Regions from separate parts of the Mus musculus genome. Here all the other regions are linked to region 4. The links are chromatin contacts, called in public HiChIP or PLAC-seq and promoter capture Hi-C maps. All regions are on one chromosome and are shown on one strand. The core of a region is the stretch at or near the end of the contact, and the rest is flanking DNA. Distances in the headings are between cores, read along the strand shown. Region 1 holds the start of Slc25a18 (solute carrier family 25 (mitochondrial carrier), member 18). Region 2 holds the start of Bcl2l13 (BCL2-like 13 (apoptosis facilitator)). Region 3 overlaps Atp6v1e1 (ATPase, H+ transporting, lysosomal V1 subunit E1). Region 4 holds the start of Tmem121b (transmembrane protein 121B).

Region 1 (5,609 bases), core at 2,939-5,438, 280 kb after region 4:
CTACGTTAACTTCTACTGAAATTAAAAGGTGTGCATGTTCAATGTAGTCTTAAACACACAAATGTCCCAATGTAGTTCTCAACTATGTTTGCCATCAACATGACTCAAGTCATACCACTTGGTCAGACTTTTTTTTTTTAATGAATGTTCAAATCTATAACTAACTGTTCTTAAGACCTAATCAGAGGTGGGGGAGGGGCTAAAGATGTAGTTCTATGCACTGGCCTAGCATGTGCAGGTCGAAATAATAAAGAAGGTCTGGTGGAATGGAGCTGTAATCCCAGCTCCAAGGCTGGGGCTGGAGGACCATAAGTTCAGCCTTGCCTGAGCAACTTAGTTAGATGGCGACTCCACAGTGAAGAGGGGTGGGGTGGTGCTCAGTGGTAGAACACTTGTGCAGCATACATACTTGAGGTCCTAGCTTCAATCCTTAGTTACCCCAACACTCCATAATTTGAAATTCCCCAGGAAGGCTTAATCCAGAGTCAAGATCAGGTGTCAAAATCCTCAGGTGTTTCAGATGACCTCATTTGATCTTCTAGCATTCTTTACTGTTCCCTCCTTGGCCTCCTTCCTTACATACTTAAAACCCTGATGTGACGTTCCCTTCACAAGAGTGTATCAGTGAGTGTTCAGTCTGGAGGATTTCTGGAATGTGGGCAGCTCTTGTCAACAGCTATAGCAAAGACACTTGGCATTTGGGTGAAACATGCAGAAACATTGCCCCTTCCCCCATGAATTTACAGCACTGCTTTAGTTCCAGTGTGAGCCCAGCATGGTGGCACAGGCCTTTAATTCCAGCAGGCAGAGGCAGAAAGACCTCTGAGTTCAAAGTCTGCTTGGTCAGGCCAAAGCTTAAGTAGTGAGACCCCCATTAAAATAGCAAACAAACCCCAAGAATGAATGTGACAAATGTGATTGATACTTGCTGGTAAAAGGCTCTCGATTACCTTTTTCTGTTTGAGCACACTGAACTCCTTAGAGCCTTAGGACCTGGCTTAGACCTTCCTTTTGAGTAGATGAGTTGCGTGCCCAATCACAGTAGGCCAACACAAGCTTAGCCTTGGTGCTAAGATCTGTGTCAGTCTTGGGTTAAAACACATTCTCTAGGTGAGGTGGGACAACAAGCTTTCTACTAGCTTGGCTTAACTTAGCTGCTCTCACTCCATCCTCCCCCTTGGAGTTCAGTGGGGACAGCTGTATGGATATTGAATAATTTATTGAAATGCTGCCTCCCTCCCTCCACCCCATTCTCTGTGGTCCCTTCATTTCTTTAGGCAGGGGATATATCTCTCATTTGACTCGTGGGCCCTAGCCCCACATTGCCAGTCTGCACACAGTATATTGGACATTGCTACAGAAGTGAATGCCCTATGAACTGTCCTGGCCAGGGGGGAATGGTATTTATTTTTATATTGTATATATTTTGTCATGGTCTGCTGGTTCCCTGCTGTTTCACTGAGAGCGACAATTACCTCAATAGTTAGTTTGATGCTGTGTGTTGGATAATTTTTTGAAAGAACTTTTTAAAAAGCTTTTTTGATCTTTGGAGATCTGTAGATTTATTTCCATATGAACTCGTTATTTTGTATAAAGTACATTGTTAAATTAGTAAGGCTTTCGTGTATGTGCCTGGTGTGTGTTCATGTGTCACTTTTATCATCAGGTCAGACTCCTATTTCAACAGTGCCCACCACCTTAAAGGATTCATCTTCATCTCACTTAGATGCCAAGAATCTTCACAGTGGTACAGTCTTAACTATGGCCAGGGCAAAACCCATCACAGCTAGTCTGTGGTACCCACCTGGGACCTTTATCCTCATCCCAGCTACAATGCATGGCTGGTTGCAGGTATCTTCCCAAAAGTGATGGCCATGTTTGGCATTGACTGCTCTCCTTGCAGAGCCTTTGGTGAGCAGTCAGTTGACAGAGACCATAGATAACCTGTAGCTTGTAGTCATCCAAGTTACAGATATCCAGAAGAGGGAGCTGCAAGCCCAATGAAGCTTAGGCTAACCCAATTGTTTTTAGTTCTAGTTCCTGGGAAATGTTTTGATTAGGTAGGTTATGTAATCAACCGTGGTCTTAGACCAAACTACCTAGCTGCTTTTATTATTACACTTTTAAGTAGTCCTCATTCCATAATAATTCAGCCATACATGTGCCTACCCACAATCTCTGGACTCTGAAGACTGCAGGTCAGTTAGTAGCTGGTGGCCAGCTAATGCAACAAGGACTTGTCTCTTTTCCTTCACATGGGTTCTGGGGCTCAAACTCAGATTGGTGGGCTTAAAAAGGTAAACATTTTCATCTGCTGAGCCATCTCTCCAGCTCAAGGCCTCTTCAAAACATACAAAAGTAAAACAACCCAGTCCTGAGAACGTTACACAATAGAAAAGGGCATTTCTTCTATAAAATACGCTGTGTCACTTTATTTTCTAGTGTGGTTGCATGTCTATGTAATTTCTGGAACAAAGTAAGCTTTAGGATGAACACTTTTAGGAAACCTAGGTGTGTACTATGCTGGTCACATTGTTCTCTCTGATGGTGGTGGTTTCTGTTTGCCTGGAGTGGGATGGCAAGTCACTGGCTGCCAGCCCCATGCACCAGCCTCTCAGAAACCCAGCCCAGTTGCATCATGCCTTAGGCATCCAGACAGCTGCTTCCTTGTGCACCCTACTGTCCCTTAGAAAATAGAAACTTGGGAGCCTAACTTATTCTCCACCCAAAACCCCCATATTACATAATTCCTCAACAGGGAAAGCCAGATTACTAAGAATTTAGCTGTGGGCCTGGAGGAATGGCTCAGTGTTAAAAGTACTTGCTTCTCCCAGTACCCACAGAGCAACTCACAACTGCTTGCAATTCCAGTTCCAAGAGATCCAGTGCTCAGTTCTGACTTCCATTGTGCATATAAGATACAGGCAGTCATTTACATGTACAATCCTGTATGTCAATTAAAAATAGATCTACTGTAAACAAAATAGAACTTAATTCTTAGAACTTGATGTAGATCAATTGATAAGAGTGTCTGCGGCCGGTGTGGTGGCGCACACCTTTGATCCCAGCACTCGGGAAGCAGAGGCAGGTGGATTTCTGAGTTCGAGGCCAGCCTGGTCTACAGAGTGAGTTCCAGGACAGCCAGGGCTATACAGAGAAACCATGTCTCAAAAAACAAACAAAAAAGAGTGTCTATACTGTGTGTGAGGCCTCAAGTTCCAACTTCCAACTCCAGATGAAGCTGGGTGTGTGTCAGAGAGGCAGGAAGCTCAAAATCAAGTCCTCTTGTATACATAGCTTACAGCTTAGGATACACAAGATCCTATCTCAAAAGAAAGTGTCTATTCTACACAAATCATTTTGACGAAACAATGCTAAATCCTGTATACAACAAAAAATACTATCTTCTACTACTAGTGAGCTTGATTTTAAAACTTGTTTGTGCAGTATTGTTCTGATCTCTCCCTGAAAATATTAATAACGGAGAAATACCTAGCTGGAGTCTTCTGGAAGGGGAATGGCTTATGATCTGTGGCTATTATGTACATGGTGTCTTTGGCTGTGGCTCTTTTCTCCTGGGTGGCTGTAAATCCTTCCAGCTCGGCCAGGAGTGGCAAAGCTCTGAGCACCGATGCTGCTGCCTGTCAGGGCAGACTTCCCTGTCCTCACCCCCCACTTCGCTCTGGTAGCTTGGCCTTGTTGATCTGTTGCCCTGGATTCAGTTCCTTGAGCTTTTGAAAGGACAGTGTTTGTGCATTTGTTTCTGTCTCCTTTGTGCTTACAAGGCTCACTCCTCTAGTTTCCTGAGGCAGTTTTAGCAAAAGCTTTCAGTGCACAGTGAAGTGCTGTAGCAGCCAAGAAGGCAGCTGGGAAATGCCCAGATTGAGCTATTGTATCCTGGAGTCCCTGCCCCCGTGCCTCCATGACACGAATTTTAATGCAGGTGCCTTGAGACCATTTGAGGAGTGGAAAACCACAACTTGCTCATCCTGTGGGCTCATTTCTGACCACATAGGACCATTCACCCTGGTCTGGCTGAGCAGAGGTTTTGAAGCAGTGAAGCCAGCTCCTCAGATTGTATCACGAGTTTTAACTCTAGGGAAGAGTTAAGTCTTTATAGGAAGGAAGGCAAAGACAAGATCCAGCACAGCCGGGCCTGGAGTATACCAAACACAGATGTGGAGTGACCCCTAAACGCCTTGTCCGTAAGTACAGTTGCCCTTGCTGTCCTTAGGGATCGGTTCCAGAATTCCCAGTGCTAAGTCCCAGTGCTTAAGTCCCCATGTAACTTGGTATTTGCATACCATCTATGCACATGGCCCTGTATATTGTTGTCTCTTTTAAAAACCCCATGTATAGAGCTGTCACGCTGTACTGTTGAGCACTGACGAGAGAAAATGTCTGTGCATACTCAGCACAGAATCCCCACTCCCGCAGTTTGCTGCATCCACTTGAGGCCCAGCAGACTGATGAGCAGCATCTGCCTGGCACTTTGCCTGCTCCTTCAGAATACAGAGGAAAGACTACTGTCCTTTCCTCAGTTAGTAAAGGGGGACACATTGAAGGAAACCAGCCTACAGCAACCAAAGTGCTGGAAGGGATGGTGCTTAGCCAGAGGTGAAGAGGGTGAAGTCTGGTTTGTTACTCATTGCAGCAGGGTGGTTCTTGGTGTGTTCACACCATTTGGCCTGGACAGACATCAGTGCACAGGTTAAGTCTGACCTGGTATCTGTCAGACAGTAACCTACGTTATGAACAAACATCACCTAGAACCTGGTTTAAATGTAGGTTCTGTGCCTTCCTCCTCCTGCCTGATCAGCCCATGAAGTGCCCAGCCCCCTGATGTGAGACACCCTCTTTGATGATGCATCACAGACCATAAGAGCACCCCCATAGTGGAAGGACCTGGCATCAAATCTAGGGCTTTACACCTTTCTGATCTGAGCTGAATTTTACCTTCATACCTAGCGGATATATCTATCTCCACTAACGTCTCCTGAAGAACTATGGAAGGCAGCTTATGTTGCTGACTAAATGGTAACAGATGTCCTCTCATCTATACTTGGGAAGAAATAGCAAAGCTGACGAACTCCCTTACTGTCCACCCTGACTTAGGCCACCTGCTGTCTTCCTTTCATTGGTCTCAGTCCAGTTCAGTTTCCCATTTTCTCTGCACCTCAAAGTTTTCAAACTGTGGCCCTAATATCAAAACTGTAGTCCTTTGCTATCTAACAGCCTACTAATAATACATGATAGTCCCTCAGCTGCTGCAACATTTTAGTTAACAAGCTCCTGCCAGACTGCCTCTTACTGGTTTCCTGGGCTACACAAAACCTGCCTTAAAGAGATTGGTTTTCATGATGCACTCAAGATTGAAAGCCAGCCAGAAAGTTGGAAAGCTTGACTGTGTACCTGTGTCATTAGGGTATCCCGGTAACATAAGACTTGGTCATTGGGCCTGGGGGGTTGGAAATACTGCCTTCCTAGCTGACTTGGGATCTTGCAGGGCCACTCTGGAAGCAAGTAGACCTTTGATCCTGCCTGGAAATTTGCTTAAAGAGAGTTCAGGTGCATCTCTTAACTTTGCTGTACTTTTCCAGACCCATCAC
Region 2 (6,490 bases), core at 3,622-6,121, 340 kb after region 4:
GATATGGGCAGGGCTAGGGAAGTGGACATGGACAAGTCATAGCAGTTTCCAGGAGGAGGAGCAGCTGGCAATGAACTAGAGTAGCTTGTGAGCGTAGGAGGGGGTGAGAAGGCCAGGGTGCTAGTTAGCGTGGACTTTGAGATGTAAAACAAGTTTTAGGGAGATTTGGAGGCCTGGAGGTCATCAGGGGCTCTGATACACAACCACAGGAATGTGTCAAGGGTAAGGCACAAGTCCTTTCCACCAGAGGCTAGGGAAATAACCCCCTTTGGCAGATGGGGATCTCTTTCACAAGTTCCTGAGGAATTATGGCTTTATTTTAAGGCCAGAAATACTTCTATAGTTCTAGCCTGGGCTGAGTCAAGATCCCACTTCCTGGGATCTAACACTTGCCTCTTTATTTTAAAACTAAATTAAGTCAGGGATCGTACCCCATACCTGTAATCCCAGCGCTTGGGAGTGGAGTCACTCTCAGCTACATACCATAGCAAATTCAAGGCCAGTGTGTGCTTCAAGGGACATACCCTAAGTCAATAGCCAGGCATGGTGGTCTTTACCTGTAACATCAACACTGAGAAGGCTGAGGCAGGAAGACCTCAAGTTCAAACACAACCTGGGCTACACAGAGTTCCAGGTTACACTGAGAGACTTAACAAACTTAAACCAAAAAAAAAAAAAAAAAAAAAAAGCAAAAGAGAATTTTGGCATGGTGGCACATGCTAATCTTGACACTAGGAAGATTGAAGTAAGAAGATGGTGAGCTCCAGGCATCTGGGCTACATAAAATTAAATTGAATTGCAGAGTTGCTATCTCTCCCCTTTGTACAACCTCCTCCCGAGTGTTAAGTCGCAGAAACAACCAGTTGGGCAGTCATCTGCTGATTCACTAAGGAGCAAGCCAAGTCTTGTCAGATAAGGGTGAGGTACCTTTGCAGAGCTAATCTCTGGAGTTAGCAAACCTCTTTAGTACCGCCCTCCCTGGGTATCTCTGAGGATTGCTCCCTGGACCCCTCTCAGATTCCAGAACACATGGATTCTGAGGCTCTTTACGTGTAACAGCAAAGCATTTACACATAGTTGACATGCTTCACACCCTCCTGCATGTCTTCAGCAATCTCTACATTTAATACCAACTACAATGTTAAGTGCTAAGCAAGTAGTTTTTGTGTTAGATTGTTCAGGGAACAGTGACATGAGAAGTCTACGTAATTCGGGTGTGGTGACTGAAAGGACATTATTAGGTTGGTAGATTGCCATGTGCTGCTTAAGCCTGTTGAGAGGGGGATCTGGAAATAAAGAGGGCCCTCCTCTCAGAATGCAGCATGCTTATTTCATTCTCCAAAATATCCTTTTCTTCAGAAGGCTGGCTCCCTAACTCTGTGACATGGAAGGGAGTTCTCAGTTAAAACATCATGTCCAGGGCTGGAGAGATGACTCAGCGGTTAAGAGCACTGACTGCTCTTTCAGAGGTCCTGAGTTCAAATCCCACAACCACATGGTGGCTCACAACCATCCATAATGAGATCTGATGCCCTCTTCTGGGATATCTGAAGACAGCTACAGTATACTTACATGTAATAAATAATAAATAAATCTTTGGGCCAGAGCTTTCGGGGGCCTGAGAGAGAAGAAAAAGTGTCTGAAGACTGCTACAGTGTACCTACATATAGTAAGTAAATAAATCTTTTTTAAAAAGCCCATCATGTCCCTAGGAATATCTGGAAGGTAAACCATTTCCAACAGATGTTAATGATGTTTTTCCCATCATTTAAAAACACCTACAAGAGGTACTGGAGGCTGGAAGTTCAGCCATGGGCAACTCATCTGTGAAGAGAAATCTCAGCTGGGAATTCCAGCTGACTGCCTCAGCTTCCCCAGTCTGTTCCTGCTGGATGCTTGTAAGTCTTGATTTGATGACCACCTTTGTTTACTCTCTCAATCTTGTTACCTCAGTTGTCCCTTAATGGATGCTATAAACTACCGATTCAATGACGTTCGTTTTAATATCTATCGGCCACTTGCTATTTATTCACTTGCTATATACTTAATAAACTTACTCCTTTGAGACTGAAAGCAGAGTTGCTACAGATCACTCGAGAGGCAGTACAGAACAGGGGTATACTTTTATAATCTTATCATTTGGGGAAGTAGAGCCAGTGATTTGGAAAGTTCCATGCCAGTTTGGTTTAAAACTGTCTCTAGAAAGTGTTTAGATTTGTTTTAAATCTAAGGACATGGGCTGGAGAGATGGCCCAGCAGTTAAGAGCACTGACTACTCTTCCAGAGGTCCTGAATTCAATTTTTAGCAACCACATGGTGGCTCACAATTATCTGTAATGGGATCTGATGCCCTCTTCTGGTGTGTCTGAAGACAGCTACAGTGTACTCCTATGCATAAAATAAATAATTCTTAAAAAAAAAATAAGCCGGGCATGGTGGTGCACGCCTTTAATCCCAGCACTTGGGAGGCAGAGGCAGGCGGATTTCTGAGTTCGAGGCCAGCCTGGTCTACAAAGTGAGTTCCAGGACAACCAGGGCTACACAGAGAAACCCTGTCTTGAAAAACCAAAAAAAAAAAAAAAAAAAAAAAAAAAACTAAGGACATACTAAACATGCAAATATTAACCAGTTCATAGTTTCCTAAATCCAGTATTTTTTGATATTATTTTCAGTCTTGGAGAGGAACTATTTAAAACATAATTTCAGATGAATTTTAAGAAAGAAGTCTATTCTTATTGTCTTCATTACAAACTGCTGGCCTAAGTTCCTGTCAGGTTAGTCACAGAAGGTGGTTCTGCGTGGTCATTTTGTCACCCGTAACCAAGCTGGTGGACTAGAAACAAGTCAGACAAACAGACAAACCCACTTCTATGCAAGACAAGGTCTCAGGTAGTCTAGGCTGGTTTAAAACTTCGTATGTAGTTGCAGATGGTCTGAACTTGTGATGCCCCTGCCTACTTCCAAGTCCTGCTCTTTCTAAGGACTTGGGTTTGGTTTTCAGCACCCACATGACAGCTCATAAACATGGGTAACTCCAGTTCCAGGGGATCTAACTCCTTCTTCTGACCTTATTTGAAACTAGGCACCCACATGGTGCACAGATGTACATGTAAACAAAACGCTCATATACATAAAATAAAAAAAGGAAGCGTTCAAAAGGGTTAGGATCATAGTTTGTAGATTGGTGTGCCCTGAATGATATCCCCAGCAACACACAGGCATACTAGCTTATACCCGAGGCCTCAGCACTCAGGAGGCAGAGGCAGGATGAGATTCCAGGTCATTCTAGGATAAAGAGCAAGTTTGAGGTCAGTATGGAACACTGTCCCAAAAAACCAAGAGCATATAATTAAGTGAAATTCAAGATATTTGTAATTGTGCCACCATTATCATTGTGAATTTTAAACATTTCTATTACCTCCTAAACTTAGCTACTGGTCATCACTTCCTTTCAGTTTGTATTGATTGTTTTGCTTTGAAATGTGTGTGTATGGGAGGTGGGGTTAGGCAGTGTGGTCAGAGAAATCTACTTGCTAGCGATGGTTTTCTTCTTCTACCATGTGTGTTCCAGAGATCCAGCTCAGATCATTAGGCTTACAGTAAGCACTTTTGCAACCTGAGCCATATCAATGGTCCCCAGTCAGTTTTGTAATCAATCTTTTATTATTTTTTTTAAAGATAAGATTCACTATGTAGCCAGACTCCAATTTATCCTCCTGCTTCAGCCTTCAGAGTGTTGGGATTACCAGCCTGTACAAGCAACTGGACACATTTATCATTTCTGATCTGACTGATTGCAACCGCCTTCAACCGCCTTCTAACTCCTAATCTTCTGTGCTGTTTGTGTTACTTTGTCACTTCATTTCAGTAACACAGGCTGAAACTCAAGCTGGCTAATGCAGGGTGTTTATCTTGCCTAGATATCTTGACCTTTTTACACGATCTAAAAAGCTCTTGCTGAACAACTAGATAATCGGGTTATACACAGCCTTCATGGTTTAAGTAAATCTATTTTTCTTTTTCTTTTTTTTTAAGATTTATTCATTATTATATGTAACCACATTGTCACTGTCTTCAGACACACCAGAAGAGGGTATCAGTTCTCATTACAGATGGTCGTGAACCTACCATGTGGTTTCTGGGATTTGAACTCAGGACCTCTGGAAGAGCAGTCAGTGCTCTTAACCACTGAGCCAACTCTCCAGCCCCAATCTATTTCTTTTTCTTTCTGGTTGATAAGCATTCAGTTTATCTTGGACCACAGGTTGGACATGCTTTTGTAGAGTCAAGAAACAAACATAAGAAACTATAGTCCAGGCAGCTTGCCAGGCAGTGCGAGTAAAAAATGGATTACTACTATAAGACTCTTTTTATCACCATGGTGCCCGGATCCTGAGTTGTCTCAACCTAGTCATTCCACCCTGCCTTTAAATTGCTTTCCTAACTTTCAGGACAATCTCCTGGCAGCCCTAGGAAGTGCAGTCTTGACCAGTAACCTGAGGGCTTTAGTACTCCAGGAACGCAAAAGTCTGCAGAACTCTGCTTCTGCTATGCCACCAGCTTCTTGTCCCACACAGGGGTGAGCAGGCGTGCGGTGGTGTCTACCTCATCACCCTTCGCCCTAACTAGCACCGGAAATGACTGGGTGAAGATACTTATGAAGTCCAGAATCGAGGATTTAAGCGGCTCCTGGAAAGAGAGGCACAGGACAGCTTCGTACACAGGTCACGCCTGCGCAAACTGACCAGCAGGTGTCAGTGACCCTGCTTCGTTTCCAGTTGACCGAGCCGCTGGCTTCCGGCTTGGCATTACGCCCGGGCCCCGCCCCTACGCCGCCGTGACGTAGGCGCGCCAGGGTGACCTCACCGTCCAACATGGCGGCGGCGGTAGATTAGGTTCGCGGGTCGAAGCAGCCACTGTCGCTCCTGCACCCCGTGGGAAGCCCCTGCTGCCGCCGCCGCCGTCTCCTTCGTCCCTTGTGGGGCAGGGCTGGAGCCAGGTGAGGGGAGTGGGATTCTGGGGCGGCCCTGGTGGCTGGTGGAGCGGTTTCCATCCGCTGAGGAAGGGGTCTTGGAGACCACCGAGCTGACCACGGTGCTGCCCAGGGCGCGGGAGAGACCGGGCCTGAGGGAGGAGGACCGTGCTGCTCCGCCGCGGCGTCTCGGAACTTCTGAGGGGCTGTTTGGGGTGAATCCGACCTGTCCAGTGCGCCCCCACGCCGGGCGGCTTTTGAACCGGCTGTGTGGCTGCCTGAGGCTCTGGAACTCACCCTTGCTCTACATTCTGTTCTTCACCCAGATCTCGGCTTTGGGAAGCAGGGTCTGTTTTGGGGGGCAGACTAGGAAGCGTGAATTCTCGCTTGGAGGAGGGAAGCGTGTGCCATTCACTTAGACCGATTATAGATTAGCTTCGCTAGTGGTGTCCTGTCACAGTGTGAAGGCTTGTTTCTCAGTCTCAGCGCTGGCTGCGTTTTGACACCCATTCACGGTCCCACGCCACCCCCCCCCACCCCCAAGACAAAACAAAACAGACTAGGTCTTCTTACCACACGAAGGCGATGCCTTTCACAGTGATTCGGGGTTTTTTGTTTTTCTCTTTTTAAAATCCCTCCTCACATTTTCGCGGCATCCTGCATTTCTTGCCTTTACATTATAGTCCTGTGAAGGAGGTAGCCTAGGCTAAGTTGAGGATTTTACTTAGGGGTAAAAATTGAAGCGATCTGCCCAGAAATTCACATGCTTTTGACTGATAGTTCGGCTAAACAGTTCGCCATTCCCACACACAAGTGTTTATCTAAGAGGTCTGTTTTACTCTGTGTTTAAAAGTTTTGAACCATGCTGACAGGCCCCTCTGTCTGATATTTAAAAAAAAAGTTTTTGCAAAATTTCCAATATTCCCCTTGGAGGCTTGGTATAAACCAGACTGTTGATGCTCTCTGCCCTAACTTGTGTGACCTTAGATGTATTGCCACACCCTTGAAATACCTTTCTTCCATTTTGTTTTAACACATAAAGAGTTAGGCAAGTGTGTGGGTAGTGAATCACTTACATTTCACATACACAGTTGGATAAATGTGTCCTGGATGATTATAACAGCGAATTGAAAACATTTATACAGTTTTTCTACAAAGTCTCTTGGCTCTGGATGATCAGGCACTATTCTAAACTATTTTTTTTTTTTTTAGTCCTTAAAATAACATTTGTTTTGTTTTGGTTTTTGAACTGTATCCTAAATTGGCCTTGAACTCAAATCCTGCCTTTTCTGTTTTGTTGTTGTTGTTGTTGTTGTTTTTTGTTTTTTTGTGGAGACAGGGTTTCTCTGTCCTGGAACTCACTTTGTAGGCCAGGCTGGCCTCGAACTCAGAAATCCGCCTGCCTTTGCCTCCCAAGTGCTGGGATTAAAGGCATGTGCCACCACTGCCTGGTAGATCCTACCTTTTCTTCCTCCCCTGAATGGAGATCCAGGAGTACCCAGCCATGACTGTCACTTT
Region 3 (5,869 bases), core at 455-2,954, 300 kb after region 4:
GTAAAGAACTGAATGTGTGCGAGAGAGGCCAGAGGACAACCACAAATGTCATTCCTTTGGAGCAATCCACTTTTTACTGGTCTGGGGCTTGCATGACTCAGCTAGGGTAGATGGCCAACGAGCCCAAAGAATCCTCCTGCATCTGCTTCCCCATGGCTGGAACTAGAAACATGTCACCATGCCTGACTTTATGTGGCTTCTTTCTCTCTCTCCTTCCTTCCTTCCTTTTCTATATATTTATATAAACTTTACATCCTAATCACAGCCCCCCGCCCCCGTCCTACCCTTACAGATCCCTCCTCCTATTGCCCTCTCCCCTTCTCTTTGGAGAACAGGAACCCCATCCTGGAACAGCTAGTCCCATGAGGACTAGGCACATCCTCTCCCACTGAGACCTAACCAGGCAGTCCAGGTAGAGGAAAGGGGTCCAATGGCAGGGAACAGAGACCAAGACAGCCAGTCCCCTCTCCACTTGTTAGGGGACTCACATGGAGACCAAGCTGCACATTTGTCCAGCTCCTGCATGCTCCCTGGTTGGTGGCCACACTCTGGCCCTCATGGTCTCAGGTTAGTTGACTCTGTGGGTCGTCTTGTGGTGTTCTTGACCCCTCCAGCTTGCTCACCCCTACCCCACTCTCCCCCAAGACTCCCTGAGCTCCTGCTGATGTTTACCTGTGAGTCTCTGCATCTGCTGCTGATGGATGAAGCCTCCCAGGAGACCTCAGCTCCTCAAGCTTATGAGGCAAGAACTTTACTCACTGAGCTATTTATCTCTCATCTCCGCTAACTCCCCATCTGCAGGACTGGCTAGCACAGAGGGCTAACTAGCTCTAGGCCTCCTGAAGATGATGCACAAGTGCTCTGGCTACAAGACACGCACTTTCATTTCAGCATACTGCACTCTCTGGGAGACAGGGTCCCAACCTGCAGCTCAGACCGGCCTCACAGTAACCCTCCATCAGTCTCCCAATCAGCTACCACATCTGGCTAACCTACTCTGTATTTGTATGTTTGTTTTTGTTCTTTCTAGACAGGGTTTCTCTGTGTAGCCCTGGCTGTCCTGAAACTCACTCTGTAGACCAGGCTGGCCTCGAACTCACAGAGATCTGCCTGTCTCTAGGCATGCACCACCACACCCAGTTGAAACTATACTCCTAAATAAGGGATTAAGAAAGTCAACAGAAACTGTTAACCCATGTCTGGAAGATGACCAGCACTTTAGGCTTGTATCCTTGGGTTCAGTGTACAAATGTGGAGACATGAAGATCAGCGTTGAGTTCTCTGCAGTAAGTGCCAGCCGACACGTAACCAGAGTCTGCACTCACCTGCTGGGCTATCAGGTCCAGCCGGCTTTCCAGGGTGTTGGAAACCTTTATCTTGCGATCCCCATTATAGATCTCAACGCCACCAGCTCTACAGAGAACACAGGAAGTAATGTCACGGGCTTGAGATGTATGTCCATGACACGACACTTACCCGACTCCTACCCTCAGCACAGGACAGCCTCGGCATGTAAAGTGTACAGACAGGGCAACACTAATCCCACAGCGTCAGAGAGAACTCACAGTGCTCGCACACAGGGTACAGTGACTGTTGAGCACAGCCATGGGGCTGCAGCGTGCTGTTCAATTCTAGCCAGCCCTTCCCAGCAAGGTAGAAACCAGCTTCAATTCTCTTAGCTATGAGTCACCAGGCAGCCTATGGAGAGGCGGCACCTGCATGCTGCTGACAAAGGAAGGACAGTGACTCAACATGCCTGGCTGCCTAGTGCCTGCCTCTAGCCACCCTCACGTGTCACCTCACTCCTCAAAGCCTCTCAGCACTCAAGAGACATACACAGGTCAACTGTATTTCAAGGAACCATGGGGAACAAGATTCACCTACAAATGACCAGTTCTGTCAATTACCAAGATAAATGGACTATCAGACAAGGACCCAGATACTACTTGAGACAACATTTCACTAGGTAGCCCAGGCTAGCCTAGGACTTACCATCTAAAATCCTCCTGCTTCTGTGGAGATTACAGGCACGTGCCATTATGCACAGGTGGGAAAGGATTGGTACTTCCTCCTTGGGATGTTCGGTGGCTGATGGCCACAGCTGTACCAATCTCCCCCTTTCTGTGCCTCCCTCTTTTTTTCCAGTCTCCATAGCACTAAAGATGTTGCTCTGCTGAGATCCTGACTCCTGGGTGTTTTGTGGGGGAATGTGAGGACAGGAAGGGAGAGAATAAGCAAAAATGACCTCAGCAGGCACTGAGTGTCAGCTTTCTTCTCTTTCCTTCTGTGTTTTGAGACAGGGTCTCCCTGCATGGTTCAAACTGGCCTCAAACACTCTATCATCAATTGGAGCCAAGAGGCTGAGAGGTGATCAGCCTCCTGAGCAAGCACAGCACTCCTGATGAGCCTACAGCTTCCTAACTTCACAGCAACCTGAGTCTCGTGTACGAGATGTAGTAGATGAGGAAATGCACTCTGAGAAACCAAAAGGAGTAGTAACCACATTAAACAAATACCACTTAACCCAAAACAGTAAGCCTGCAATCTCTTAACTGTAATATTAAACCTCAAAAGGCTCTGAAAGCCACGCATCCTTCAGATAAGAACTGCCTGCCTCTTGTCATCTGGCAGAAACTAGCAGATCTTGACCTATTTATCTTGCATAGCATGAAAATTGCCAATTTTTGTTTTCTGTTTTCAAACAAGGTGTAGTTATGTTGCCCAGGTTGGCAGCTACACCGCTGGTAGGATGTGCATCTCCACGTTGCTGGCCATGAACTCCTGACAATCTTCTGCTACAGCATCCCAAGGACTGTGATTACAGGAAGGTGCCCCATGCCTAGCTTTTCCTGTGTGTCAATTGGGAAATGTTAGTATACCTGGCCATGACAGTGCTGTCTTAGACTTGAAGATACTACACAATGGGAAGCATCGGCACTTTGTCTGTCTTTGGTGCTGATGATGGGACTTGATCTCACACCTGCTATGCACGCTCTCAACTACCGAGCTGCACCCCAGCCCACGTCATTGCTATTCTGCTCTCTGAAATTCAATACATGTCTGATGACAAGGTCCCAGGAGGATCAGCCAGCCCTGTACCTGATGTCTCTGCACTGTCTGCTCAGTTTCCACAGCACATCGGCACCACTGAGCACGCCTAGACATGATCTCATTTCAAATGCTTCAATTTACTCAAGTCAGCTGGGCATGGTGAGCCATGCCTGTGATCCCAGCCTCCTGGCTGCTGTGAACAAAACCAACCTAGTCTACAGAATGAAATCCTGTCTCATCCTCTTACCACCAGAATAACAAAAACAAAAAAACCAAAACTGAAGCCAAGGCTCAAAGAGACAAAATAAGTGTTGCATCACCACTCAGACAGCCCTCAGCCGAGTAAAGCAAACCCACATCTGACTCACGCTTTCATGACATCCTGGGTTCTACCTGGTGTAGCAAGAAATAAAACAAACCCTCAAACCCCAAATCTATTTTTGACGGCCAATGTTCGTTCTCAACCATGTCACAGCCCCAAGCCTCAGCTCTTTCCATTTAGCTCAAGGTTTCCCAAGACCCTGCTCCAGGCTAGGCAATGGTAGCAATGTGATGTCAGACAGAAAGCTCTGGGCACCAACACTAATTTCCAACAGCGAACAGGATTATGTTCCACACTCCCATGCACAAAGTGTTGCCGCCCTGACCTCAAGACCAGCTTGAAGGAATGACAGGAAAACAGACGCAGGTACCTGGAGGATACAGCCACACCTTTCTCCTGCAGCAAAGACCTCACCCAAGAAAACAGTGTTCTTAGGGCTGAGGACTAAATCCAGGATGGGCTTTCCCACTGTACTGGCTGATTTTGTGTCAAGTTGATACAACTAGAGCCAGCAGAAGGGAAGGAGACTCAGTTGAGGACATGCCTCCATGATATCCAGCTATAGATAAGGCATTTTCTCAATTAGTGATCAATGGGGGAGGGCCCAACTGAGGGGGCTGGAGAGATGGCTCAATGGTTAAGAGCACTGCCTGATCTTCAGAAGGTCCTGAGTTCAAATCCCAGCAACCACATGGTGGCTCATAACCATCCATAATGAGATCTGACACCCTCTTCTGGAGTGTCTGAAGACAGCTACAGTGTATGTGCATATAATAATAAATAAATCTTTAAAAAAAAAAAAAAAAAAAGGAAAGCAGGTTGAGCAAGCCCTAAGGAGCAAGTCAATAAGCAGCCCCCTCTGTGACCTCTGTATCAGCTTCCAGCCCTGCTTAAATTCCTGTCCTGACGTCTTCCAATGATGGACTGTGATCTCGAAGTGTTGGCCAAATAAACCTTTTCCTCAACTTGCTTTTCCGTCATAGTGTTGCAGCAAGACAAATCAACTGGGACTCACTCCCCCCACCCCGAATAATAACAATAAAGAAAAGAGTTTTTAAAAGACTCAGCACCAAGGCCATTCCCATAACAAGCAGCAGATTTAACAGAAAGATCCTTACATTTCCTCAGGCAGGTAGGCCTCCTGGTCAATCTGGACATCAACATCCTTTTTGGTAGCAATTTTATACATAGGGATTGCTTTTTGTACTGCGGCCTGGGGGCGGGGGGGAAGCAAACAGAAAACAATAAAAGAGTTTCAGGTAAAATCGAGCTTTGCTGCTGAGGTCCTCACAGTGTTTCCTGAGGAAGAGGGGGAAAAGGAGAGTGTGCACACACACAGGTGGGAGGAAGGAGGAGTGTGCACACACACAGGTGGGAGGAAGAAGGAGTGTGCACACACACAGGTGGGAGGAAGGAGAGTGTGCACACACACAGGTGGGAGGAAGAAGGAGTGTGCACACACACAGGTGGGAGGAAGGAGTGTGCACACACACAGGTGGGAGGAAGAAGGAGTGTGCACACACACAGGTGGGAGGAAGGAGTGTGCACACACACAGGTGGGAGGAAGAAGGAGTGTGCACACACACAGGTGGGAGGAAGGAGTGTGCACACACACAGATGGGAGGAAGGAGGAGAGTGCACACACACAGGTGGGAGGAAGAAGGAGTGTGTGCACACACACAGGTGGGAGGAAGAGGCAGAGGCTCATCCATGAACAGCCAATGGGCCTGGAACTGAATGGACAAACCAGGGACTCCAGGGACAGTGCCACAGAGCTCAGGTGTGAGGTATGGGCAGAAGACAGTGTGGTATCAGCTGCACAGTGGGGATGGGGATCTGGCAGCTTTGGAAGTGAGGATGGCACCTCTTACTAAGAGAGGCTTCACTTCCTTTCAACAGCTATTACAGAGAATTCACTTGGCTGGAGAGCTAGTTAGATTAAGAACAAAGGCTCTTTCAGAGGACTAGGATATAATTGCCAGAACACAAAGCAGCTCACAACCATTTGAGTCCAGGTCCAGAGAACCTATCACCCCATTCAGGCCTGGGAGGACACTAGGCACACACAGGTGGCACACAGATACACATGCAGGCAGAATACCCATACACATAAAAAATTAATAATTAAAGTATTGAAAGAGTATGAAAAGATATGAGAACCTTCTGTGCATTGAGGGCAGGTATGTAGACCAACACAAGCACCTAGAGAACCCAAAAAATCCTAGAAATCCTCAAAAGACCCAGCAGATGGAGCTTCCTTTAGCATTCGGCTCACAGCAGCCACTTCAGAGACTGTTGGTGGTGAGTCAGTGCTAAGCACGACCATGCCACAGCACTACCTCTCAACTGTGGCTGCTCAACAAGAGCAGCAAGAAAAGCAAACTTCCAGTTTCAGAAATCTTAAGTCAAAAGGTGAGGGCCAGGCACTGTGACACACCTGGGAGCCAGGTGAGTTCACGGCCAGCCTGGTCCACATAGGAAGCCCTAGACCAGACA
Region 4 (5,842 bases), core at 252-2,751:
AGCACTGGGGAGGCAAGAGTGAGGAAGTAGACGGCGATGAGCAGGTAGCGCAGGTGCGCCGGAAGCGGCACGCGGCCGTCCAGCATCAGCTCCACCAGTGTAAAGCTGTCCAGCAGGTCCAGACACGTGCCCAGGAAGCAGCCCGCGGCGCGATGCTGCTGTGGCTGCAGGAGCAGGGGACCCGCCGAGCCCGGGGGCGCGCCCGCCTCGCTAATGGCACGCACTAGGCTGTAGAGCAGCGGCACGGACAGCGCCATGGTAAGGCGAAAGCCCGTGGTGCCAAAGGGCGCGCGCAGCTCGATGAGGTCCAGGATGGATGTGCCCAGGATGAGCACCACCTTAGGGGTGAAAGCGATGGAGTAGATGAGCCAGGCCAGGTACGCAAAAGCGAACTCGCCCGCTGCCCCAGTCGTCCCCGGCCCGGCTCCGGAGCCTCCAGAACCTCCTCGGCCCCCGCGAGCCTTGGCCCCGGCCCCCGCCGACGCCGCTGCGGATAGGTGCAGAGGCGGAGCCGAGTGGTGGTGGAGCTGGTGGTGGTTGTGCATGCTGTTCGCTGGGCCGCCCCGACGGCCCCGGCTGTTCTTGGCGAAGAAGATGGCCCAGCCCACCACCACCACGAGGTCGGTGGCGATCCAAGAGCACCAGTACAGGTCAGTGACTGCAATGAGGTACAGGTCCAGCAGACCGCCCTGCGCCAGCAGCAGCACCACAGACAGCGCCTGGTAGCCCCAGCGGCAGCCGGGGCTTGGCGAGCAGCCCCGGCGCCGACCCCTACGGCCGGAGCGAGTGGGGCGGCCGCAGCAGCAACAGCAGCACGAGCAGCAGGAGGCGGCGCCGCCGGTCCCGGTGCCGCCTGCGCCCACCGCCGAGCGGCTCCCGGGGCCCCCGACGGTGCCGGCCGCGGCGCCCGCGCCGAAGTCCGCGGCGGTCATGCTGCAGGAAGAGGTGGGCGTGGAAGTGGAGGAGGCGGCGGCGGGCGCGGTGGCGGAGACTGGGACGCCCCCCTGAGCTGGGGGCCCGGGGAGCGCGGCGGCGGCGGGCACCAGTGGCTTGCTGATGCTAATGCTCTCGTCGTCGTCCTCTCGCTCCGCGCCTGTGCTGCTGCTCGGGGAGCCGCCGCCTCCGCCGCGTCTGCCGCCGCACCCCCCGCGGCTGGTGCTGGTGCTGGTGCTGCTGTCGCCCGAGCCTCTCCGGCCGCGGGAGGAGCCCCCCCGGAGGAAGAGGGGCTGTAGCCGGGCTGCGGCGGGGGGCGGCGGAAAGGAGGCGGGCGCGGACGAGAGCGCGCGAGGGTGGCCCAGCGCCGGGTGCATTGTCCTCGGAGGGGCTCCAGGGGCTGCCCGGCCGCTCTCTCCCCGTCAACCTCGGGCTGACGAGGCGGCAGAGGGGAACCCGGGCCAGCCGCTGCCGCCTCCTCGCCAGCTGCTGGAACTCGCACCCGGGTCGGGAGGCAGAGAGATCCGGACTGGAGCGGCCGGACTGGGCGAGTGAAGCCGCGGGTGGCTGAGCTGGGGGAGCGCGGGGGAGCCGAGCAGACCGCCGGGACCGGAGAGGCGGGGGCGGAGGAGGGGAGCGAGCCCAGCAGGCAGCAGAAGGAGCTGGCAGCGGGGAAACCAGGACTGGATTCGAGGGAGAGAGGAGGCGAGAATAGAGGAGGAGAAAGCCTGGCTGGCTGGATCAGCAGGAAGGAAAGGAGGGAGAACTGAGGTGCCGGAGTAGAGTTGAAAGCGTATCAGGCCAGGCGGGATAGGAACATGAAGTCTCTAGCTCCACAGCCCTAAGGGCTGAACCTGAACTGCTGGGTGGCCTTGGTCTCAGTGTAGACCACAACTTCGTGCTTCCAAGCACCACTGTCCTTTCTTGCCTATCAGGAGGAAGCGCAAGCCAACTTCTCCTCTGTGCGCCAACGACCATTCTGCCATCTCCTTCCGTAAAGGCCCTGAGAACTCAATGGAAGTGATTAAAAAGTTAAATAAAAAAAGAACCAGAAAGAGCTCGGGGATGGTGTATCTCAATTGGTAGAATGACCCGCCTTGTATGCATCCAGTCCTGGGTTCCAACCCACCACCAGAAACCAAACCAAACAAACACCACCCCCAATTCTATTATTCAGAAGGAGCACTCCCAACCAAGTACTGCATTTTCACACATCCAAAGCTGTCCTCCCCTCGGAGATCTTCAGTTTCCAGTTAATGAAAAGGCTCCCTGAATATAATTGCTGAGAAGAGGGCTTAGGAAGAGGGTGGGGTGCAAATACCACTGTCTAGTCCTGGGGTAGGGGAGGCCAGGGCCAGGGCAGGAAGCCACTCTGGAGACCTGGGGTGGGGCAGTTGCTTGCTTAGCCAGGCTCATCTTTGGTATTCTGAAAGGTTTGTACCTAGCTTGCATGCAGCGCGGAGGGGTTCCTCCCCATCACCCCACATCTGATTCCAGGTCTGAGGAGGTCGAGCAGAAGGCTCAGAAATCCAAAGTCACCATTGACTACATAGCAAGTTTGAGGCCAGCTTTGGGTTATGTGAGACCCTGTCATCAAAAAAAAAAAAAAAAAGCTAAAGCAGGAGATGAAATAACAGGAAAATATGTCTGACCAAGAAAGGGGGTGGGGGGATCTTTAGAGGTATGGAAGCATGCAAAAGAATAAACTCCAGCAGAGCCTGGTGTCACAAGCCAGCTCCTCTGTAACCCCAGGTACTCAGGAACCTGAAACAGGAGCTTTGAAGGTTCAAGGCCAGCCTTGCCCATTCCGGTCCATGGGCTGAGTCTGCCTAGGGGCTGCCCTCCCCCTTCCAACCCCACTGGTAGGAGTCCTGAAGGGCAGGAGGTAAAGTCCTGCTTTTAGAGGTAGAGGAGAAGAAAACTACAATAGCATTTGGGGCTCGAGAAGGTTCTGGGGCTTCTGTGTAATTCACTCCCAGTCCATAGGAACAAGTTAGGAGCTTGCCCTCGTCTTCCTCCTCCTCCTGCAGACTCTCTGTCCCCTGCCTTGATTTCACTGCCTCAAAGCTGCTGCCACAGTTGCCTGCCACGGTGGGATCACCATGCTGCTGCCCAAAGCCTTAGCCTTATCTGCGTGTTTTGTTGTTGTTGGGTTAGTTGGTTTTCACTTTTTTTTAAAAAATACACTTCTTTTTTCTTTTTAAGATTTATTTATTTATTTATTATATGTAAGTACACTGTAGCTGTTCTCAGACACTCCAGAAGAGGGAGTCAGATCTCCTTACGGATGGTTGGATGGTTGTGAGCCACCATGTGGTTGCTGGGACTTGAACTCCTGACCTTCAGAAGAGCAGTCGGGTGCTCTTACCCACTGAGCCATCTCACCAGCCCTGGTTTTCACTTTTTGAGACAGGATTTCTCTGTGTAGCCCTGTGTGTCTTGGAAGTCAATCTCTCTCTCTCTCTCTCTCTCTCTCTCTCTCTCTCTCTCTCTCTCTTCTCTCTCTGTCTCTCTCTCTGTCTCTCTCTCTGTCACACACACACACACACACACACACACACACACACACACACACACACTCACACTAGACCTGTCTTCAAACTCACAGAGATCCTCCTGCCTCTGCCTTCTGAGTGCTGGGATTAAAGGCATGGACCACCACATCCAGCAAAGAGAAAATTTTCAACCAAACTTGTTGTTTTTTAGCTGCCTGGGGATATATCTGGACAAATCCGTGGCACACATAACATGTAGAATTTATGACTTGTATAATCTTCCTATCCCCTGTCCTGGTACAGACCGCCTTTGAAAGGTCCTATGACCAATTGTCCAGAAGGCAGAGCAGGTGTAAGGATGGGAACCCATGGCCCCAGGTCCACCACACAGCCTGCGGGAGCTGAGGCCAGTTAGTTCACCTCTCTGAGCTTCACACTGATCTGTACAAAGGGACCAGCATCTCCTTTAAGGAAATACTGTGTTGAGAGACCATGTGTGTAAGCAGCTTAGCCCAGGGCTGGCACAGTGTAGACTCAGTTACAGAAGCTGGTGTTCAACGACTCAACCTCCCAGGGGGCCACTTATTCACAGCATCTGAGCCAGGTTCCCTGTCAAGCCTGCAGTCAGAGGTCTCCTCTAAAGCTTTATACTGCAGCTAGTACCGGGGAGCAAAAGTGTTACTTAAAATCTGATCTTGCCAGGCCTCACGGTATGAGAGCTTCAGCCATGCCAGCTGGTGCCAAGTCCACCCTCTTAAGACAGGGTGGAAATGACAGCTTTGAAGATGTAGCCTCTGCTTGTGCATACCCCACTAAGTCCAGCAGATGTCTGGGTTGAGCCAGTCCAGGTAGAAACCGGGCTTGGGGAGCTGCCAGCTTCTAATGTGAGTGATTATAGACCAGCTTCCTAGTCTCCCCCCAGGGAAAATGCCAGCCAGAAGTGAACACGGAAGCTGGCCTGAGATTCCTTGTTAAGTCAATGAAGTGGATGAAGAGGCAAAGGCAGCTGGAAAAGGCTTAAGTCAATGAAAAAGCATCCAGACTCCTGAGAACATGGAAGAACCAGTGTCCCCGCCCCCGGTGCCCATGCCTCAGACCCACCCATCCGGCTGAACCCTCTCATTCACCAGGACCAGAGAGATGATTTTACTTTAAGTGTCCGTTGAAATGTGCTATCAGCCAGTGGGCTTACCTTTCTTTTTACTTCATTATTATTAACTTACTTTATGTATGTGGGTGTTTTGTTTGCATGAATCTCTGTTTACCATATACGTGCTTGGAACCTGCAAAGCTCAAAAGAAAGTATTGGAGCCTGTGGGGCTGGAGTTACAGATGGGTGTGAGCCATCACTTGGATGCTGGGAGTCAAATCTGAGTCCCCTGGGGGGAAGGAGCTATTAACCAATGAGCTATATCATCTCTCCAGCCCCTACAGAGCTGATTTTCTGTAAGAGGTTCCTTAGCTGAATTTCCTGTAGATAGAGCCCAGGCTCTGAGTAACAAGCACACCAATAATCAGGATAAGTCAGGGCAACCATGGAACAAGTTGGTGACCAGAGCACTGGTACCAGGGGGGGCATCTCTCCTCTCTTTAGATTGGATACTTTTCAGGCGTCTTCTTCTTCTTCTTCTTCTTTTTTTTTAAAGATTTATTTATTTATTTTATGTAGATGAGTACACTGTAGCTGTACAGATGGTTGTGAGCCATCATGTGGTTGTTGGGAATTGAATTTAGGACCTCTGCTCGCTCTGGTCAGCCCTGCTTGCTCAGGCCCAAAGATTTATTATTATAAATAAGTACACTGTAGCTGTCTTCAGAGGCACCAGAAGAGGGCATCAGATCTCATTAGGGGTGGTTGTGAGCCACCATGTAGCTGGTGGGATTTGAACTCAGGACCTTCGGAAGAACAGTCAGTGCTCTTACCTTCTAAGCCATCTTGCCAGCCCAATTTTAGGGCTTCTTTACACACACACACACACACACACACACACACACACACACACACACACACACGGGGTGAGGGGTGTGGATTTAACTGTAAATCCAGGATCTAGAAAAGGAAAGAAAATCGTCACAGTGCCCCTTATAAGCACTCAGGGGTCTATGCTGGATGCCTTCCATACAAGACTTGGAGAAAATGACCCCAACCTATCCAGGCCACATTACCAGTGAAGAAGAGAGCAGATTACCTAGACCTCTGCTTGTCAGCCTGGCTGCCAGCTCGCCTCACAAACCCAGCTGTGAGAAGCTCATAGAAGCTGGAGGAAGGGGTCAGTCAGAGCCGGTTCCCCAAGCACTCCTCGCGTCCTAGACGCTGGATAAAATTCCTCTGGTGACATGACACCGTGTGCTTCTGACCTACAAAGCCAATGGCTCATGGCCTTCCCTAAGAACCAGAGACAAACCAGGAGGAA

The links. Promoter capture Hi-C pulls out the DNA fragments that hold promoters and counts their contacts. HiChIP or PLAC-seq counts read pairs in DNA pulled down with a chosen protein or histone mark.
Region 1: a contact with region 4 is called in a promoter capture Hi-C map of pre-B cells. The contact joins the promoter of Slc25a18 here to the promoter of Tmem121b in region 4. A contact is called at or near these places in 12 of 39 promoter capture datasets (the C10 cell line, the SN4741 cell line, cranial neural crest and 8 more), 9 of 115 datasets of contacts at active chromatin or transcription factors (embryonic hindbrain, embryonic stem cells, fetal liver and 4 more) and 2 of 9 other capture datasets (liver and pancreatic islet).
Region 2: a contact with region 4 is called in an H3K4me3 HiChIP or PLAC-seq map of embryonic stem cells, with 10 read pairs. The contact joins the promoter of Bcl2l13 here to the promoter of Tmem121b in region 4. A contact is called at or near these places in 11 of 39 promoter capture datasets (the 3T3-L1 cell line, the C10 cell line, cranial neural crest and 6 more), 1 of 15 datasets of contacts at CTCF or cohesin (large pre-B cells), 1 of 484 Hi-C or Micro-C datasets (embryonic stem cells), 8 of 115 datasets of contacts at active chromatin or transcription factors (the 230-238 cell line, bone marrow-derived macrophages, effector CD8 T cells and 5 more) and 4 of 9 other capture datasets (adipose tissue, embryonic stem cells, liver and 1 more).
Region 3: a contact with region 4 is called in an H3K27ac HiChIP or PLAC-seq map of trophoblast stem cells, with 2.9 times the contacts expected there. The contact joins the enhancer-like site here to the promoter of Tmem121b in region 4. A contact is called at or near these places in 1 of 15 datasets of contacts at CTCF or cohesin (large pre-B cells), 9 of 115 datasets of contacts at active chromatin or transcription factors (embryonic hindbrain, embryonic stem cells, large pre-B cells and 4 more) and 3 of 9 other capture datasets (adipose tissue, liver and pancreatic islet).

What each region holds. Positions count from the first base shown.
Region 1 is chr6:120,769,580-120,775,188 of GRCm38.p6, forward strand. Slc25a18 (solute carrier family 25 (mitochondrial carrier), member 18) reads left to right here and starts at 4,189. Exons shown (of 10, transcript NM_001081048.2): 1 at 4,189-4,205. It overlaps Cecr2 (CECR2, histone acetyl-lysine reader), which reads left to right. Exons shown (of 19, transcript NM_001368706.1): 19 at 1-1,612.
Region 2 is chr6:120,831,359-120,837,848 of GRCm38.p6, forward strand. Bcl2l13 (BCL2-like 13 (apoptosis facilitator)) reads left to right here and starts at 4,872. Exons shown (of 7, transcript NM_153516.2): 1 at 4,872-4,999. Gm38889 (a long non-coding RNA gene) reads right to left here and starts at 4,836. Exons shown (of 3, transcript XR_869411.3): 1 at 4,746-4,836.
Region 3 is chr6:120,796,552-120,802,420 of GRCm38.p6, forward strand. It overlaps Atp6v1e1 (ATPase, H+ transporting, lysosomal V1 subunit E1), which reads right to left. Exons shown (of 9, transcript NM_007510.3): 7 at 4,492-4,586; 8 at 1,326-1,413. Among named protein-coding and RNA genes, the nearest start is that of Atp6v1e1, 23 kb to the right of the region's middle. Within about 2 kb of position 1,705, at least 87 of the 459 cell types and tissues checked have an H3K27ac peak or open chromatin away from gene starts, as enhancers often do. A contact at or near this core is called in memory CD8 T cells, pancreatic cancer cells and trophoblast stem cells, where this site is marked.
Region 4 is chr6:120,492,445-120,498,286 of GRCm38.p6, forward strand. It overlaps Tmem121b (transmembrane protein 121B), which reads right to left and starts at 1,502. Exons shown (of 1, transcript NM_033567.2): 1 at 1-1,502. The coding sequence starts at 1,310.